Linked DNA regions of Xenopus tropicalis: all the other regions are linked to region 1. The links are chromatin contacts, called in public Hi-C maps. All regions are on one chromosome and are shown on one strand. The core of a region is the stretch at or near the end of the contact, and the rest is flanking DNA. Distances in the headings are between cores, read along the strand shown.

Evidence for each region. A called contact is a pair of places that touch in the nucleus more often than the background predicts.
Region 2: a contact with region 1 is called in a Hi-C map of neurula embryo, with 3 times the contacts expected there. The contact joins the enhancer-like site here to the promoter of cxcr4 in region 1. A contact is called at or near these places in 2 of 5 Hi-C or Micro-C datasets (gastrula embryo and neurula embryo).
Region 3: a Hi-C map of neurula embryo shows a contact between it and region 1, with 2.3 times the contacts expected there. The contact joins the enhancer-like site here to the promoter of cxcr4 in region 1. A contact is called at or near these places in 2 of 5 Hi-C or Micro-C datasets (brain and neurula embryo).

Annotation. Positions count from the first base shown.
Region 1 is chr9:81,965,648-81,970,119 of UCB_Xtro_10.0, forward strand. It overlaps cxcr4 (C-X-C motif chemokine receptor 4), which reads left to right and starts at 2,990. Exons shown (of 2, transcript NM_001097362.1): 1 at 2,990-3,064. The coding sequence starts at 3,056. LOC101732818 (a long non-coding RNA gene) reads right to left here and starts at 453. Exons shown (of 3, transcript XR_004220510.1): 1 at 1-453.
Region 2 is chr9:81,886,887-81,891,376 of UCB_Xtro_10.0, forward strand. No RefSeq gene overlaps it. Among named protein-coding and RNA genes, the nearest start is that of thsd7b, 80 kb to the left of the region's middle. Within about 2 kb of position 2,950, at least 1 of the 11 cell types and tissues checked has an H3K27ac peak or open chromatin away from gene starts, as enhancers often do. A contact at or near this core is called in neurula embryo, where this site is marked.
Region 3 is chr9:82,058,115-82,062,174 of UCB_Xtro_10.0, forward strand. The region is part of intron 6 of dars1 (aspartyl-tRNA synthetase 1); the gene reads left to right. Among named protein-coding and RNA genes, the nearest start is that of mcm6.2, 21 kb to the right of the region's middle. Within about 2 kb of position 1,612, at least 1 of the 11 cell types and tissues checked has an H3K27ac peak or open chromatin away from gene starts, as enhancers often do. A contact at or near this core is called in neurula embryo, where this site is marked.

The sequences.
Region 1 (4,472 bases), core at 1,740-4,239:
AGGGTTTTAGCATCAGGCAACAACAAGTTAATGATTAGGAGACTGATTGGAGGAGCGAGGGGATACATGGGATATGTACAATGTTTTTATTGCTGTGACATTAAATCCCCCAGACTTTACAACAGGGAGCTGCCAGACCGACGGCACTTCCACCCTACTCGAGCTGCCAGACCCACAGCACTTCCACCCTACTCGAGCTGCCAGACTGACGGCACTTCCACCCTACTCAGTAATCCCACCCTCTCCGTTCTCTGGTTCTAAACAATGTAGCAGCAATCACCTTCCTCCTGCTACATTGTGCCGGGAGTCAGAAGCAGCAGTGCAGAAAATATAAACAGATACCGCTCTCAGTAGCAATAACATTAACAAATAACCTGAGAGTGGTTCATTCATGTGCTGTATATTGGGAAGATGCTTTCATCATGCAAAAACACTTTTGGGCGGAGTTCCCCTTTAAATATGCAAGTACAGCTTATTTCATGCACAGAAAGTTCCTTCTCTGTATATTTGCTTTTATGGCTCAAACTGAGAGCTACCATACTGCTTCCTTTATATGTATGTATGTATGTATATCTTTATTTATAAAGTGCTATTAATACAAACAGGGGGTTATTAAGATAATAATAGATAAATACAAAGTATAACAATAAATACAAGATAAATACAGTTGTAACAAGAGTTAAAGACACAAATGGATGGAGGTCCCTGCCCCGTAGAGCTTACAATCTATATGGGAGGGTAACTTACAGACACAAATAGGCAAATATAAGTGCTGTAGGTGACAGTGGGTGACACTACAATATAAGTGCCAGTTCCCAGATCAGGTGCTGTGCGGTGCTATACTATATATATAATATATAATAGTATAGTATGAAGATATAGCTTATGCACAGAATATTCCTCCCCAGTGTATTTATATGTATAATTATAAACGGGAGCTGCCATTGGGTTAAACAGAACCGCCGGAGCAGAATATCCCTGTCACACACACAGGCTGCGCATTCGGCTTATCTCTAACAAGTCTTTGCTGATCTAAAGGGAAAACAAACCCTACTGGTAGAAAAGTCAAAGACTTGAATGTCTTTCTATAAATTGTCTGCAAAAAATTTAATTTATATTAAAACATAAGTGTGTAAATGTAATTAGAGAATGTACAGCTCATTTATACTGCCCCCCCCCCCCAGCTGTTATTATTGTTATTACTAAGGCTTTTACATGTCGGGGAGTTGCCAAGCGTATGGCTGTCGCCTGTGCCTGGAAACAAGGCAACATTATCTCGTTTGGGATGGGGCCCCGGGGCAATACGCATTAGTTAAGTCTCCTTGGTAATGGAGTTAGGAGCTAAAATCCCACATTTCTGCCAGTCACGTTGATGACATTAGGCAAATTTGTAGCTTTTTAGGAGCATTTGTTGTTTTTGTGTGTTTTATTTATTTGTTTAAGAGATAAGGGGCTGCTCGTGGGAAGTGGTCAGACCTGACGGACTGGGCTCCTTACAGCAACCGGTTCCACCGAGGGATCAGCCTGCAGCCCCCAGTGGCTTTAACTCCCTGGGAATGGATGGAAGAAAGGAGTCAGGCTGGGTGTCTTGCTTCAAATAATCCCCCCCCCCAACTTAATTGGTTCCTTCCCCCCCAAACTGTGCTGCCAACCAATGGGACATGGAATTCCGGCTCTGTCATCAGGCAGCAGTGGGGAGATTGGTTACAGATAGATTTATACTTGAATAGATAGACAGGTAGATAGATATATAGATAGATAATAGAAAGATAGATAGATAGATAGATAGATAGATAGATAGATAGATAGATAGATAGATAGATGATAGATAGATGATAGATAGATATAGATAGATATAGATAGATGATAGATAGATAGATAGATAGATAGATAGATAGATAGATAGATAGATAGATAGATGATAGATAGATAGATGTAGATAGATAGATGATATATAGATAGATGATAGATGATTGATTGATTGATTGATTGATTGATAGATAGAGATAGATAGATAGATAGATAGATAGATGATAGATAGATAGATAGAGATAGATAGATGATAGATAGATGATAGATAGATGATAGATATAGATAGATAGATAGATAGATGATAGAAAGATGATAGATAGATGATAGATATAGATAGATAGATAGATGATAGATAGATATAGATAGATATAGATGATAGATAGATAGATAAATAGATATAGATAGATATAGATGATAGATAGATAGATAGATAGATAGATAGATGATAGATATATATATATAGATGATAGATAGATAGATTATAGTCTGATATATGATGTAAATATTTCATAGAGATAGGTAGAATATTAGTTAAAGAGCATATAATTGGTTTAGGCAGACAGTTAAATACATAATATGATTATATGAGAGAAACAGATATACAGACAGACAGACAGACAGAGAGACAGAGAGATGAAGAGCAGGTAAGTGATTATAGATAGAGGTGAGTAATAATAAAGCAGGTAGAGAGAGGGAAACACAGGGTTAATGGCAGAGGAATCCCACCTGTCTCTGTACCCCCAGTGTAAGCGCTGATGATGATGATGGGGATGAAGGAGGGAAGGGCTGGGGGTAACTGAGCCAAAGCAGCAGCCGCCCCACTGTCCCGTCACTCGTGTGGCTAATTCCCCCCCCCCCCCCCCCCCACGTACGTACATACCATAGGAACCCATTATACCCCGCTGCACCTGCACAGTCAGGAAAACAACTTTGAAATCAAAACATGGGGCAGCTCCCCCCGCCGCCCAGCTCCGCCCCCGGGCTGATGTTCTGTGCAGATGTGAGAGAACAAAGGGCTGCGCCCCCGGTGCAGATGCTGCAGGAGATGCGCTATTGTGCCGCCTGGGAACGCTCCGGACTGGGCGGGCTCTGCGCATGCGCGGGCTGGGGCGGGCACTTATAAAGCTCAGCGCGGCGCTTTCTCCTCAGTCAGTCGGTGCGATTAGTGGATTGTGAGTGCAGTGGGACCTTCTTATCTGCAGCCCTGGAGCAGCAACTGGACATTATCGGATCTATTGCCGGCATGGACGGGGTAAGTCATAGGCATTATATTTATATTCTAATCCTATTGGGCAGCTCTGGGCACAGCATGGGGGGGACGTTCTGCCCAAGTGCCAGGGGTCTGACAGCTGGGCACAGGCGGGGTATAGAGCCTTTGTATGGGACTAAAGGGTAACTTGGCAATAGCCCTATAGCTTATAATGATCCTATTGCGCTAGTATAGATCCCTTGCACTAATACTGATCCCTTGCACTAATAGTGATCCCTTGCACTAATACTGATCCCTTGCACTAATACTGATCCCTTGCACTAATATTGATCCCTTGCACTAATATTGATCCCTTGCACTAATACTGATCCTATTGCTCTGATACTGATCCTATTGATCTAGTATAGATCCATTGCACTACTACTGATCCTATTGCGCTAGTATTGATCCTATTGCCCTAGTATAGATCCCTTGCACTACTACTGATCCTATTGCTCTGATACTGATCCTATTGAACTAGTATAGATCCATTGCACTAATACTGATCCTATTGCTCTGATACTGATCCTATTGATCTAGTATAGATCCATTGCACTACTACTGATCCTATTGCGCTAGTATTGATCCTATTGCCCTAGTATAGATCCCTTGCACTACTACTGATGCCTTGCACTAATACAGATCCTATTGCTCTGATACTGATCCTGTTGCACTAGTACTGATCCCTTGCACCACTACTAAACCTTTTGCGCTGGTATTGATCCTGTTGCACTACTACTGATCCCTTACACTAATTCTGATCCTATTGCACTAGTATAGATCCCTTGCACTACTACTGATCCCTTACACTAATTCTGATCCTATTGAACTAGTATAGATCCCTTGCACTACTACTGATGCCTTACACTAATACTGATCCTAGAGCACTAGTACTGATCTCTTGCACTGTTCCATTGTTCCATTACTATCCCCTGAACTGAGCAAGTCACTGAGAAGTGCACAAATTGTGTATCTGTGTATATAGATAAATATATACATATATTATTGTGCGCCTTTTATTCTATCCCCCTCTTTTTCTCACACCCCCCCAGCCCTGTACATCGCTGTATTCAAAAAACCGTTGCTCTGACCTGACTCAGCCCCAACTTCCCTTTCATGGGTCTCTGGCAAATCAGTGGGCTCCCCTGTGTGTAACCCCAAAAGAAAGTTGTTTTGTTCATTTCAGAAGAGGAAACCGCTTGTTGCCACACCGATGTGTAGAACCCTTTAGTAAGCCCAGTGAGTAAGCAGAGAGAGTAGCGCAGACATTGCTGTGTAAGGGTATAGTAGGGCACCGAAGCACACTCGCCGGCTTCTCTAAGTGCCATTTAGTAGCCAACCTGGCACTGATCTCAACCCTGGCACAAGTCCCTTCGCTGATTCTTAAGCCCTGATTGTGTTGTTATTGTTG
Region 2 (4,490 bases), core at 1,700-4,199, 79 kb before region 1:
ACCCCTACTTGCAATCACCCTGCACCCCATAAACACCCACACCCCTATTAGAATAAATACCCAGTGCCTGAGTTATTATAAGGGTGAAGACACACAGAGCTACAAGAAGCAGCTACTTGTCATGGCTCCTAAACCCCATATAATACACTGCCATAGACAATACTGAGAATTGCCTCTACTAAACACACGTAGAGACAGTTATCAGTAAATGATCAGCATTGTCTATTTTAGTAGCTGTGACAAGTAGCTGCTACTAGTAGCTCTGTGTGTTTTCACCCTAAAGAACCAAAATAACTGCCTAAAACCCCAGTAAGAATTGAGAGCAAAGGGTAAGTGGGCCTGGGGCCACATCTGGCCTCCCCACTATGGGGCCACACCACCAGCTGTCTCTGTTATAATATTATAGGGATAAGACGAGCCTCACGTAAGGGCTGCACTATATGTGCGACTAAACACAGAGACTTATCTCCCCAGGACAGAAACAGCCCCTCATCTAATCTCTCCCCCAGCAAAACCTGCCCATCTCACCAATATTTAGCTTATTAGAGACATTTAATGAACAAGGCAGATATTCTTCTTTAAGCTAAACCACAGACATAAGCTGCCCATACACAAACAGACCTCACCAAATAAGCAGATATTTGCCCAATTTGCCCCCCTATGTGGTAGGTAAGAATGGGCCGATCCAATTGTTGGCTTATACATTTTATTATAATTATGATCAGATCATTAGAGCTATTACATCATGGCCAGACCCAACTGATCAGGGAGAAGTATGTCCACATACTCAGAGCCATCTAGCCTGGTGTGTATGGCTGTGCTCTGTTCATGGGGGGCTTGGGGGTAATGTATGTGGGGGGGTATGTATGACTCCTATAGGGTATGTATATGGGGGGGGTATGTATGACTCCCTTAGGGTATGTATGTGGGGGGGTATATATGACTCCCATAGGGTATGTATGTGGGGGGGTATGTATGACTCCCTTAGGGAATGTATGTGGGGGGGTATATATGACTCCCATAGGGTAATGTATGTGGGGGGGTATGTATGACTCCCTTAGGGAATGTATGTGGGGGGGTATATATGACTCCCATTGGGTAATGTATGTGGGGGGGTATATATGACTCCCATAGGGTATGTATGTGGGGGGTATATATGACTCCCATAGGGTAATGTATGTGGGGGGGTATGTATGACTCCCATAGGGTATGTATGTGGGGGGGGATATGTATGACTCCCTTAGGGAATGTATGTGGGGGGTATGTGTGACTCCCATAGGGTATGTATGTGGGGGGGTATATATGACTCCCATAGGGTATGTATGTGGGGGGGTATATATGACTCCCATAGGGTATGTATGTGGGGGGGTATGTATGACTCCCATAGGGTATGTATGTGGGGGGGTATGTATGACTCCCATAGGGTATGTATGTGGGGGGGGATGTATGTGGGGGGGTATGTATGACTCCCATAGGGTATGTATGTGGGGGGGGATGTATGTGGGGGGGTATGTATGACTCCCATAGGGTATGTATGTGGGGGGGTATATATGACTCCCATAGGGTATGTATGTGGGGGGGGATGTATGTGGGGGGGTATGTATGTGGGGGGGGTTATGTATGACTCCCGGTATGCAGGGTATGCTGACGGACACAAGGTATAGCAGGGCCCTGTACTTAATGCTTGTCTATGGACATGGAAATAATATTCAGCCGTATTTTGCTACTATTTTTACTTATTATCAGTTTCCATTAACAAATTAATATAAGTAATAATTACCCTTTTTGTGCTTAATATTTAAGGCCCAAATGTTTATTTGCGGGGATGTTTTTATTCATTTTACGGATACCAGTAATAACAGCTCATGTCCAGTAGGTGGCACCATCCCTTTAGGATCAGTAGGCAAAGCTACATTTAAAACCACTTTTCTGCCTCAGTAACAGGAGCAGCTTGTTAGCTAATTTGATAGGAATGAGTTAAAGGGCTTGTTTGTGTCTCTGTCAGAGAGTAATATTCTGAGACAATTTGCAATTGGTCTTTGTTTTTAATTATTTGTAATTTTTTTTTTTAATTATTTCAGTTTTTGTTCAGCAGCTCTCCAGTTTGGCGTTTCAACAGCTATTTGGTTGCTAGGGTCCAAATTACTTTAGCAACCAGGGAGTGGTTTGAATGAGATATATTCATAGGAGAGGCCCTAGCTAGAATTATTTGTTATATAAAGTAACAATAACAATAAAACTGGAGCCTCACAGAGCAATCGTTTGTTGGCTGCCGGGGTCAGTGACCCCCATTTGAAAGCGGCAAACAGAAGAAGAAGGCAAATAATTCAAAAATGATAATAAATAAATAATGAAGACCAATTGAAAAGTTGGCCATTCTATAACATTCTAAAAGTTAACTTGAAGCCATTCTAGATTGGTCCCAACTGAGAGTAGCTATAGGCCCTGGCATTTCCAGCACACACAGACCCAAACAGCACCACAATGGCCCAAAATAAGGCACTGATAATATTAATTATAATTATAATATACAATTTTCCGATTATACATTATACACAGGACAAAAAGGCCAGGATCACAAGAGGCTACTAGCCGCTAGCACATGTGGGAACCCCAAGAACTTGGGCAGCTGCCCGGCAAAGCTGTCTCTCACAACAATCCATAGTATATTATATTAAAGGGGAAGTAAAGTCATGATATAGGGTGTAGGAATTCTACTAAAGAGAATACAGAACCTCTATAGAACTGCAGGGCTAGAAGAACATCTTGGTTCATGATTGACAAGTCACCCTGTCCCATGTCCCCTCCAAACTTCTCCTCATTCTTCTTAAACATCAGTGTTCAGACCAAATAAGCCTGGGGGCCACATCTGGCTTTCTCTCCATGGGGCCAGGCTACAAGTAGTTACTATTGTAGGGCAGGAACAAAGGTCACAACTCAAAGAGCAGCCCGAGCCACATGAAAAGTTCATGGAGTTGGTGGGACTGACCACTGAGGCTCTTATCTCCCAGAAACCAGAAACTGCGGCCAAGGGAAAACCGTTCCATTATCGCTCACCCTGATAGGCCCTCGTTCCTGCTCCGTTATCATCTGATCCTTGATCTCCAGCAAAACCACTAAACCTGCCCCAAGCTTCTGACCAACATAATTACCCCTTATTGGGGGCAGAACAGCCCTATTGGGTTTATTTCATGGTTAAATGATTCCCTTTTCTCTGTAATAATAAAACAGTACCTGTACTTGATCCCAACTAAGATATAATTACCCCTTATTGGGGCAGAACAGCCCTATTGGGTTTATTTCATGGTTAAATGATTCCCTTTTCTCTGTAATAATAAAACAGTACCTGTACTTGATCCCAACTAAGATATAATTACCCCTTATTGGGGCAGAACAGCCTACTGGTTAAGGGGATGGAAGGGTTAAACTATGAGGTGAGACAGTCGAGGTTGGGGTTGTTTTCTCTGGAAAAGAGGCGCTTGCGAGGGGACATGATTACTCTGTACAAGTACATTAGAGGGGATTATAGGCAGTTGGGGGATGTTCTTTTTTCCCATAAAAACAATCAGCGCACCAGAGGTCACCCCTTTAGATTAGAGGAAAGGAGTTTCCATTTGAAGCAGCGTAGGGGGTTTTTCACGGTGAGGGCAGTGAGGTTGGGGAATGCCCTTCCTAGTGATGTGGTAATGGCAGATTCTGTTAATGCCTTTAAGAGGGGCCTGGATGAGTTCTTGATCAATCAGAATATCCAAGGCTATTGTGATACTAATATCTACAGTTAGTACTAGTGGTTGTATTTATAGTTTATGTATGTGAGTGTATAGATTGGTAGGTGTGGGTTAGGTGTGCTGGGTTTACTTGGATGGGTTGAACTTGATGGACACTGGTCTTTTTTCAACCCTATGTAACTATCTAACTATTGGGTTTATTTAATGGTTAAATGATTTCCTTTTCTCTGTAATAATAAAACAGTACCAGTACTTGATCCCAACTAAGATATAATTACCCCTTATTGGGGCAGAACAGCCCTATTGGGTTTATTTCATGGTTAAATGATTCCCTTTTCTCTGTAATAATAAAACAGTACCTGTACTTGATCCCAACTAAGATATAATTACCCCTTATTGGGGGCAGAACAGCCCTATTGGGTTTATTTAATGGTTAAATGATTCCCTTTTCTCTGTAATAATAAAACAGTACCTGTACTTGATCCCAACTAAGATATAATTACCCCTTATTGGGGCAGAACAGCCCTATTGGGTTTATTTCATGGTTAAATGATTCCCTTTTCTCTGTAATAATAAAACAGTACCTGTACTTGATCCCAACTAAGATATAATTACCCCTTATTTGGGCAGAACAGCCCTATTGGGTTTATTTAATGGTATGGATATCAAAATTACGGAAAGATCCCTTATCTGGAAAACCCCAGGTCCCGAGCATTCTGGATAATAGATCCCATACCTGTATATACACGTAGAACCTGAATC
Region 3 (4,060 bases), core at 362-2,861, 91 kb after region 1:
AAACGACCGAATTAGCCTGGATTCTCCCGTAGGTGGGCGATATCGGGAGAAGATCCGCTCGCTTGGCGATTTTAAGGTGAATGGGCACCTTAAGATATTGTGTTGCTGTGCTGCTTGTGCTTCTTATACAAAATAGCAAAGGAGGAGTGCAATATTTATTATTCTTTTTATTGAGCCCATATTCCTTAAGGGTGAAGACACACAGAGCTACTAGTAGCAGCTACTTGTCACAGCTACTAAAACAGACAATGCTGATCATTTACTGATAATTGGCTCTACATGTGTTTTAGCAGAGGCAATTCTCATTATTGTCTATGGCAGGGGATTTTCTGGAATTAAGTAGCTGTGAAAAAGTAGCTGCTACTAATAGCTCGGTATGTCTTCACCCTAAGCCTTTGTGGGTGCCAAACTAGACGAGCTTTTACCCATTGCAGCCAATCACAGCCAGTCACATTGGACTAATGCCTAATGTGTTTTTGGGCACAGTTTCAGTTTCTTGACGTGTAAATAGGAAAATAACAGTCACCTCCTCAGCCCGTATCTGATCAGAAAATGCTTTAAAATGACTTAAAAACAGAAACAGGTGGGGATTTCTGGAAAGGTTTTTCTTGTGATTCTCTTTCATGTGAAACAGAAGTTTTGTAACTGTAGGAAAATGTATATGAACAGTTTCATCTTATTGGTAATCAGTGTCAGAGGGGGCATTTGGCTCTCATTGCCCAGGCCCCCGGGGATGAAATGATTGGGGGGGTGTTGCATCATTTAGATTTCATTCAGAAATATATATTATGAAAAAACAAAAGAGTAACATGCAATTTATCTCTAGAAATGATGTGGTTAGTGATGTCTCTTGTTCCTTTATCCTTTACATGAGGGGGTACATAATCATCCTTCTAGAGTTCCCTACTCAGAGTTCCCTGTATAACTCAGCCTGCAGCCTTGTGCCTTTATATGGGCACAGAACCCCTCAGTGACTGCTAATATCCTTATCATTTACAGTAGGGGGTACATTATCCCTTATAATACATGAGTGATACTCAGAGTTCCCTGTATAACTCAGCCTGCAGCCTTGTGCCTTTATATGGGCACAGAACCCCTCAGTGACTGCTAATATCCTTATCATTTACAGTAGGGGGTACATTATCCCTTATAATACATGAGTGATACTCAGAGTTCCCTGTATAACTCAGCCTGCAGCCTTGTGCCTTTATATGGGCACAGAACCCCTCAGTGACTGCTAATATCCTTATCATTTACAGTAGGGGGTACATTACCCATATATTTACTGGTATCTGTGTAGCTAGGTTGTATAGGGATATTAGAAGTGTGAATGCCATTACTATATATAAAAGAAATCAAGAGGGAGCTGCTAATGACATAACATATTGTTGTGCAGGCAGTTAATTCACTCACTTTCCCTTTAGTGCAGATAATTTGCCTTTGTTCCCAATACTGTACATAACAAAGAGCTAATTAATGTACGGGGATACCTGAAGCCTGGGGAAATGAACATGCAGAAAACGAATCTTTGTTTAAGTGGTGTCTCTATGTCCTGGGAGCCATTCAGCCTGCCCCGCTCCTACCTTTTGTTATAAGTCCTGCGGAGCTCATTAGACTGGATCCATTGATTGGACGAGGTGACAGATCTCACTTTGATCACTGACTGCTGTCACTTCAATCAAGCTAATTGGCTTCATCATTTCCTGCAGTCTCGTGCCTCTGTTCCACTTTGTATACTGGAAACGACCGCGCTGTCCCTAGGCTACAGGCCTGTGGATTTTGCCTCTATTAATGGATATTGAAATCCTAGTGTGAAATTATCACTCGGATTTGTCACTTATATATAGTGCCTTTTTGTGCTTGGCTGAGTGTGTTTTATGGTTTCTTTTTCTGCAATAACACTGCATTCCTGTTTTGCTTTATGGTAGTGTTTCTAGACTGTGACAGAATGCTCTGTTATACAGATAGCTAGAATCTCAGCCATAAAGCAGGGCAGGACTGCTGCTTACAATGGGGGGATCAGATAGGATCTGTGCCACTGTGACAGAATGCTCTGTTATACAGATAGCTAGAATCTCAGCCATAAAGCAGGGCAGGACTGCTGCTTACAATGGGGGGATCAGATAGGATCTGTGCCACTGTGACAGAATGCTCTGTTATACAGATAGCTAGAATCTCAGCCATAAAGCAGGGCAGGACTGCTGCTTACAATGGGGGGGATCAGATAGGATCTGTGCCACTGTGACAGAATGCTCTGTTATACAGATAGCTAGAATCTCAGCCATAAAGCAGGACAGGACTGCTGCTTACAATGGGGGGGGATCAGATAGGATCTGTGCCACTGTGACAGAATGCTCTGTTATACAGATAGCTAGAATCTCAGCCATAAAGCAGGGCAGGACTGCTGCTTACAATGGGGGGGTCAGATAGGATCTGTGCCACTGTGACAGAATGCTCTGTTATACAGATAGCTAGAATCTCAGCCATAAAGCAGGGCAGGACTGCTGCTTACAATGGGGAGTAGGACCAGGTATCACTGATATTTCTTTTGGCCGTCACAGCCTAAAGGGCTCTGGCACACAGGGAGATTAGTCGCCCGCAACAAAACTCCCTGTTCGCAGGCGACTAATCTCCCCGAGTTGCCTTCACCTGCCATCCCACCGGTGAAAATGTAAGTCGCCGGTGGGATGGCACACGCCGCAGCGGCGCAATTTCGTGCAAATCGCCGAAGTTACCTCGCGAGGCTTTTTCGGCGATTCGCGGGAAATCGCGCCGCCGCGTGTGCCATCCCACCGGCGACTTACATGTTCGCCGGTGGGATGGCAGGTGAAGGCAACTCGGGGAGATTAGTCGCCTGCGAACAGGGAGTTTTGTCGTGGGCGACTAATGTGGATGACATTCTGGCTTATAACCCCCAGGCTGGGTATTCTACAAGTCCCATGTGCTGACTTATATTTATGGAACTTGAGTGGCTATGAGACAATACCAAATAACTTGGCATCAGTTGGGCCCTTGATCCCTGCTGTGTTACACTTCATTATAGCCGTTCTGGCAGTAGGCAGACCCCTAGCCAGTCATCTCGGTTTGGCTACACACGTCATTATCAGATCTATTTATTGTACTCGCATCTGTTTCCCAGCATCACACAGATTTCACTTTTATTTACGCTCACATGGAGCCGCTGACAGTTCATGGCATCGTCGGAGGAAACGTGTGGTTACAACGGCCGCAGGTTCACAGGCAATTAAAAGCATCAGTTACTCGTCCTAATGAGTCACGCTGTTGGGTTTTGTGTCACCGCCAACCCTGTGCCCCCGCCGGTGTGCCACTTTATGGGGGCATCGAAGAGCCTGAGAAGCTATTACCCCCCTGGGACCTTCTTATCCAATAACCCCGGAGGCCCCAGCTATAGGCCCTGTTTTACTTAGGGTTCTTGAAGCAGAATTTGGAGGCCGTTAGGTCAGTTCCTTGCATTAATTATTTCATATAGAATTGGCACAAATTAGTGTAAGATTCTCCCTAGTGATACCACGGGGGCCACAGATTCAAATTCTGAACCTTTAGCCAAAATAAGCGCATGAAGGAGAATGGAAAGACATGAACAGGACAACCCATAGACTGGCCAGTGTCAAAGGGTTTATTATGGAAATGTCTACCATATCCCGACGCGTTTCATGCTACAGAGTGTAAAGCTGCAATATGTTTCAATAATGAACCATTTCCACTGGCCTGTCGGTACTAGATACTAGCCACTAGGGTATTGGTGCCAGTCACCCAGTCCTCATACATATTCAGCACCCAAGTGTGCACGTTGCACACAGCCTTCCTGGTACTGTTATGGGGCAATGCCAGTGGTTTGGGGGCAACATGTTGCTCCCCAACCCCTTGGATGTTGCTCCCAGTGGCCTCAAATCAGGGGCTTATTTTTGAAATATTGGCTTGGAGGCAAGTTTTGGTTGCATAGAAACCACGTGCAATGCCAACCAAAGTCTCCTGTATGTTTCCAGTCCACATAGCGGCTACCAAATAACCAATCATAGCTTTTTCGGCACCCCCAGGA